2 separate regions of the Gasterosteus aculeatus genome follow, and region 1 is linked to region 2. Evidence: chromatin contacts called from public Hi-C data. All regions are on one chromosome and are shown on one strand. Each heading gives the region's core, a stretch centred on a gene start, on an enhancer-like site or on the middle of the called end of the contact. The rest is flanking DNA. Distances are from core to core; before and after follow the strand shown.

Region 1 (2,849 bases), core at 348-2,847, 39 kb before region 2:
GCCCGAACCAGGTTGGCGCCTGTGTACGTGTGTTCCGGACGGTCTGCGGGTGGACTCGTGTTTTGGGCTCGGCCTGTCCCCTGGAGGTAGTTTTCAGGGAACCAGTTGTTGACCTCTGGACATAATGCCCCGTTTCCATCAAAAATGTCTTTGTCCACTTCCCCTGCCGCCTCTGGTTTGGAAGACGGGGCGGGATGAGAGAGCAGACCTTTGGTGTTGTGCACAGGCTTCACCCTCACGGTGCTCTGCACTGGGTGGCTGACGTAGTCAGATCTGTAGCAGGTGACCCTTTCAAAAGGTGGGACCGGCTTCGAGTTGGCTCCACCTTGAACCGAATTTTTCTGAGAGCGACTTTTGGAGGGATCGTCGGTGAGAACTAATCCCAGTTCCACTTGGAAGCTGTTGGCTTGCTTGAACGGGAGGCACTTTTGCACTTTCCACACTGGGAAATCCCCTGAAAATAAGCGACAGCGAGAGTGAACCTGGGGGGGGGGGGGGTGCATGTATGTCTGTGGTTCAATAGAACAGGTACCGATGCTGAACACTGCTTACTTTGGTACACTGTTGTGTAGTCCTCCCTGGATGTCTTCTGGTTTGCTTCAAAGTACATCTGTGCGATGCTGCCGCTGCCTCTCCGGTGGCCTTTGGGAGTCGCCGATGGTGGTGGAGGTGGTTTGATCCATTTGTGGGTCTGGTAGATTGACCTGAAACACATGGTAATTTGGCTGTTTTTAATTTTTTTTAATTTTTTTATACATGTTTAGTTTTAATTGAGAAAATGTAGTTTCAATCTGACGTGTCCAGACAAAAACGTAAGATAATACCTCATAGTGGTCATGTTGTCACTTGTCCTTTTCAGTTGAGGATTAGTCACTCTGTGAGACAAAATGATGAGATATGTCTTAATTGTTACGGATATTGTCAAAAAACACTGCGATTGTTTGTCTTCCCTGATTTAGCACTTACCTGCCCACAAAGATAATCAAACTTTAGTTAATTTAATGTTTAAATCAGCTCCCAGCCCTGCAGGGGTAACACCTGACCACACAGTATGAATCCACCTTCTCAACAAAACTCCTCACTCACAGATCAGACACCTTCCATTTAAAAGAAAACGACATTTTGAAAAAAAAACAAGCTGGTGTCCAACTATATTTTGCGTCTTCCTCACCACAGCTTAACCTCAATTCCGACCGATCCGCTCACCTCACAGGGGGCCCGCGTGGCGTGTCGCTGCGTCCTTTTCCCGCCTCGCAGTAGTTTTGGCGCGTCTCTCGTCACGCGCTGCGCTGTTTGCCGTCCTGGCTGGAGCCGCAGTGTGTTTCGCGCCGCTGCCGCGGCCGCGACGTATGAATTATTGACCGGAGGATCACGCGTGTGCGTGTGCGTGTGCAGCGGCCGAGCGCTTCTAAAAATAAACACCAGTGGATTATTGTGATGCAGGCCGGTTGTCAAGGGGAGGACTGCGAGGGAAGGTTCCAAATAGCCCTGAAGTTGTTGCACAAAGTGGAAGAGATATACATTTTTTTAATATACCGAGGAGTTTGGCACCCTCATGAGATGATGTTGCGTTTGACTGGATTTTTATTCCGAGCTCTTTTTTTTTTTTTTGCTGAACATGCAAAGTGCGGTCGTGCGTTCTGCAACGTGACCTTGTCGCAGGAAGCCATCTGTCACTTTGTGTTGGTCCCAAAAAAAAAGGAAAAGAGGAACGGTTGTAAAGAAGGCTCGCAAATGAGAGAAGGGGGGATGTTGACCTCGTGAACTGCTGAACTTGCACGCATGGGGATTTCTCCTCGTACAAATGTTAAATTATGGATTATGGAACCTACAACATCAAGGGCGTTTCTGTATTTGTCCAGTAGGTGGCGTCCGAATCTCAGCTCCTGGTCCACATTTTGTTATAACTCCTATATATATATTTTTTTCCTGGCAAAAAAAGGCACAATACACAGATCTTTTACTGAACATGACATAATGACATGACATGACATAATGACATGACATGACATGAGTTAAACCATGTATGAGTTACAACAATGCTTTTTTATTTGGCCTAGAACAGCACAAACCAAAACATAGATAAAACCGATGTGACAGCAAACATCAAATAGTAATACATACACACAGGTGCTGCCAGTGATTGTGACTGATTCGCCCTGTGCTCAGGTGGAGCAGAGCCAGCGAGGGTCACATCAACCAAGCAGTCTTTCACCTGAGAATAATCAGGTAGAATAATCAGAGTCACCTGTGGCCATTTGCTGTCTCGTGGAATTCTCCCTGTATGAAGAATCGTGACAAATAGGGTCTGATTTTCTGAGGGTTGTGCAACAACACAATACTGCCTCGCTGTCCCTGCAAACAAATGAAATGAAATTGCTTTAGGATGGTTTATGTTAATTTGCCTCTGACAAGGTGCAAAAAAAATAAATGCAATTTTTATTTTACTTAGTTCTGAATTGCGTGCCAGAGAGATGCTGATTTTATTATATCATCTTAAAACCTGATGGATTAGATAGGACTTGAAATATTGGAATGTAGAACATCTGAGAGCTAAAGTATTAATCCAGCCATAAACTACAAAAAAGACGAAAACTGCACTGATAAGTAAAACCCACATTGAAAACAGTTCTTTGAAGTAAAGAACTATTTTCACAGAAATGAAAAGGCAAAAGGGCTGTGAAGAGAAACTTCAAAATAACAAGTTAGGAGCATGGGGAGGTTTCTGGATAATGAAGTCCTTATTTTAAATTCGGGACTGCATATGAAGAACGACTTATTGATTATGACTCAAGACAGCATGCTGTGTGTGGATAGATGCATATATGGCTGTTCATTAAATATAGCTC
Region 2 (2,700 bases), core at 182-2,681:
ATGTTTTGAAAACTAACAATTTTAATAATTGCCTCCATTTCAAGCTTAGTGTACGTCACAGGGACAAACCTGTGCACTTGTACGGGCAGTATTCTCATTCACCACTCTACGTGTCTTTTATTTCAAACTTCCCAAAAATTGCCAACCGAAAGTTTGAACCACCTCCAAAACCTGCAAACAGTGCAAAGAGTTCTTGCATCCATTGTTCACTGTCAGCAAATCGGTCACTTCCAGAACAAAGGTCCTACATTATTAAAGACACGTCTACGCGGCATGCTCGCAAAAATGAGGTGCAGTGTGTTAGATGATCATTATTTACTTCCAGCACAGGCCTGTGAACATGTTTGGTTTGTTTTTTTAAAAACAATCCCCTATTTTTTAAGTTTCATTCATTTCATTAAAGGAAAGCCATCTTCATCTCTACTGCTCAGTTAATTACATATTGAATAAACTGCTTGTTAGGAACATCTGCCATAGTTCTAGTAGCAGCAAAACGCACATTAATCATCTCCTAAAATGCTGTTTTTGTGGAACGTACCCTTCTAATTCACTTCTAAATCATTCCCACAATGAAAGGAAGCTCAAAAGTGTTCGTCATTGTGAAGTTGCTTCACTTGCATGTTTTGCTCTTTGTGTTTTTGTTTCTTTTGTCACAAATTCTGAGCAGTTTTTGTTTCTTTGTTCAGCCGAGCGCAGAAGTAAAGAAGTGTGAACATGAGTCACTGCAGTACTCACGCTGATAACGACAGCTACGGATATTGGTTACTGGAAGTGGCGTTCATGCGGTATGGTGTGTGTGTGTGTGTGTGTGTGTGTGTGTGTGTGATCACTGGTGGGGAGCCAGTTCAGCAGGGTGCCATCAAGAACCCACCTGCACTTAATTGTTACCACCCCAAGTAATTACTGAAATGATATTGGTGACCCAAGGAGGTTTCGGGAAGGAAACCAAAACCTCAAGCATTCCCACCACCCATTCCCACCATTGACTCCCGCGTGGAGATGAAAAAGCCAGTACGCCTGCTGGAGACACGCTTCAGTGGCTTTCCCAACTTAATTCCCCTGTGGGCTGACATCGTCCTAGCATCCATTGCAATAGTTACAGCTTCCCACAGATATATCAAAAGAAATCAAATGTGTGTCTAATAACTGTATTAAGACAGTGAGAATTTGGTAAACACATTTTTCATCTTTCTCTGGGGTTTGTGCTTTTCATGTACCTTATGAAGTACAGTTTGCATCAGACCGTGGAAAGCCCCACCAGCAAAGTGGCAAAGCTGCTACCAGTCCCAGACCCTAATCCAGTCGTAACCCAATCCCTGCACAGGGCTTTTTTATGTGCAAACGAGCCCGCTCAGTCACTTCAGCCCTGCAGCTTGTGGTCTGCATGCCGCCTGTCGTAGACACAAGCTGTCTAAATAAACGCTCGCCGTTGCCTCTTTATTCTGGTGGCAGCTTGTGTTCGGGCGGCCTCTGGCGCTTTCATGCCAACATCCGTGCTGCACACATGCTCCTGAGCATCCGCAGACCTAAAAAAAAACACACACAGCAGACAGCAGCTGGGGACCTGTTAACAGCCAAATAGCATTGGTCTGTCAATGAACAGCTTGATGCTGCAGGGCCATTTTTGTGTTGAACTGCATCGCCTGCAGCAGTGCAAGGCTTTCAGTTGGCACTCGTGGGTTGCCCTCACATGTGCTTAAGTCTCTGAGGCAGACGCTATAGCCCTGTGCATTCTGCTCAGGCTATACAATTAGACTGGTGGCCCAGGCCTTTAAAGTCTGCAGACACCATATGCTCGGCTCCACGGTGACTGAAAAGGGTCCCAGTCTGGTAGTGAAGAATCCTATTTTAGTTGAACGGTGGGGTTCGTAAAAATTAATTCAAACCCGATCACTCTTTTGAAGGCTGCCGGGTCAAATGATAATCCTTCATTTGCTCAATTGCGGTTCTGAGCCCAGATATTTTGGATGTATTTCTGATGAGTTTTACTGGCTTGCCGGAAAATCAATCTTCTCTCCGCCTAATAACCTCCTCGTTCACACGTTTTCTTGTGTGGTCCCTCTCGTAAGATCCCAGAAACTCCACCCCTCTTCCGAATGCCAAAACATTTTGAAGAAGCAAAAGGCTTCTGACAGGAAATAATTAAATTTCATCAGCAATGATTGTACAGTATTCAAGAAGAAGGGGGACCTCATCTGTCCTATAATGAAATAATGACGTGGGGAAAAAAACGGCAAATCGAGCCATCCAAGAGACACTCAAAGTGATTTTTTACAGATGTTCCGTTTTAAAAGTAGAATTATGATACTTGAAATGCATCTTTAAAAGTCCAGGAAACTGACTTCTAATCACTCCTTGGTCAAAGCCAATTTATAAAAAAAATATTGTAATACAAAATTATAACATCCCCTTATTAGGTCAGGGGGAAATCTATTGGGACAAAATGTTTTTTTTCCAATCCAAGAATCGGCCATGGAGCTATGAAATGTCAGGATGTATAGCTTAATGGAATGATCCATATCCAGTCTTCACTAACTTGACGATATGATTTAACATTCTCTATCTGCAACATAATATGGTTTCTTTATTGAATCCCTCTATAGTGCAGTTAGCTCTGTAGGTCTCAATAACTTTTTCAAAACACATCCTCGTAAAAATGACAGAAAAGTAAAAGTAAACCCCTTGTGTTTGGCTTCAACT

The links. Hi-C and Micro-C count contacts between places; a contact is called where the count stands out from the background.
Region 1: a Hi-C map of skeletal muscle shows a contact between it and region 2, with 6 times the contacts expected there. The contact joins the promoter of LOC120822234 here to the enhancer-like site in region 2. A contact is called at or near these places in 2 of 6 Hi-C or Micro-C datasets (both in skeletal muscle).

What each region holds. Positions count from the first base shown.
Region 1 is chr7:7,854,172-7,857,020 of fGasAcu3.hap1.1, reverse strand. It overlaps LOC120822234, which reads right to left and starts at 1,597. Exons shown (of 4, transcript XM_040181737.2): 1 at 1,207-1,597; 2 at 825-875; 3 at 553-704; 4 at 1-454. The coding sequence starts at 838.
Region 2 is chr7:7,815,197-7,817,896 of fGasAcu3.hap1.1, reverse strand. All of the region lies in intron 2 of LOC144410317 (a long non-coding RNA gene), which reads left to right. Among protein-coding and RNA genes, the nearest start is that of col25a1, 29 kb to the right of the region's middle. Within about 2 kb of position 1,431, at least 1 of the 9 cell types and tissues checked has open chromatin away from gene starts, as enhancers often do.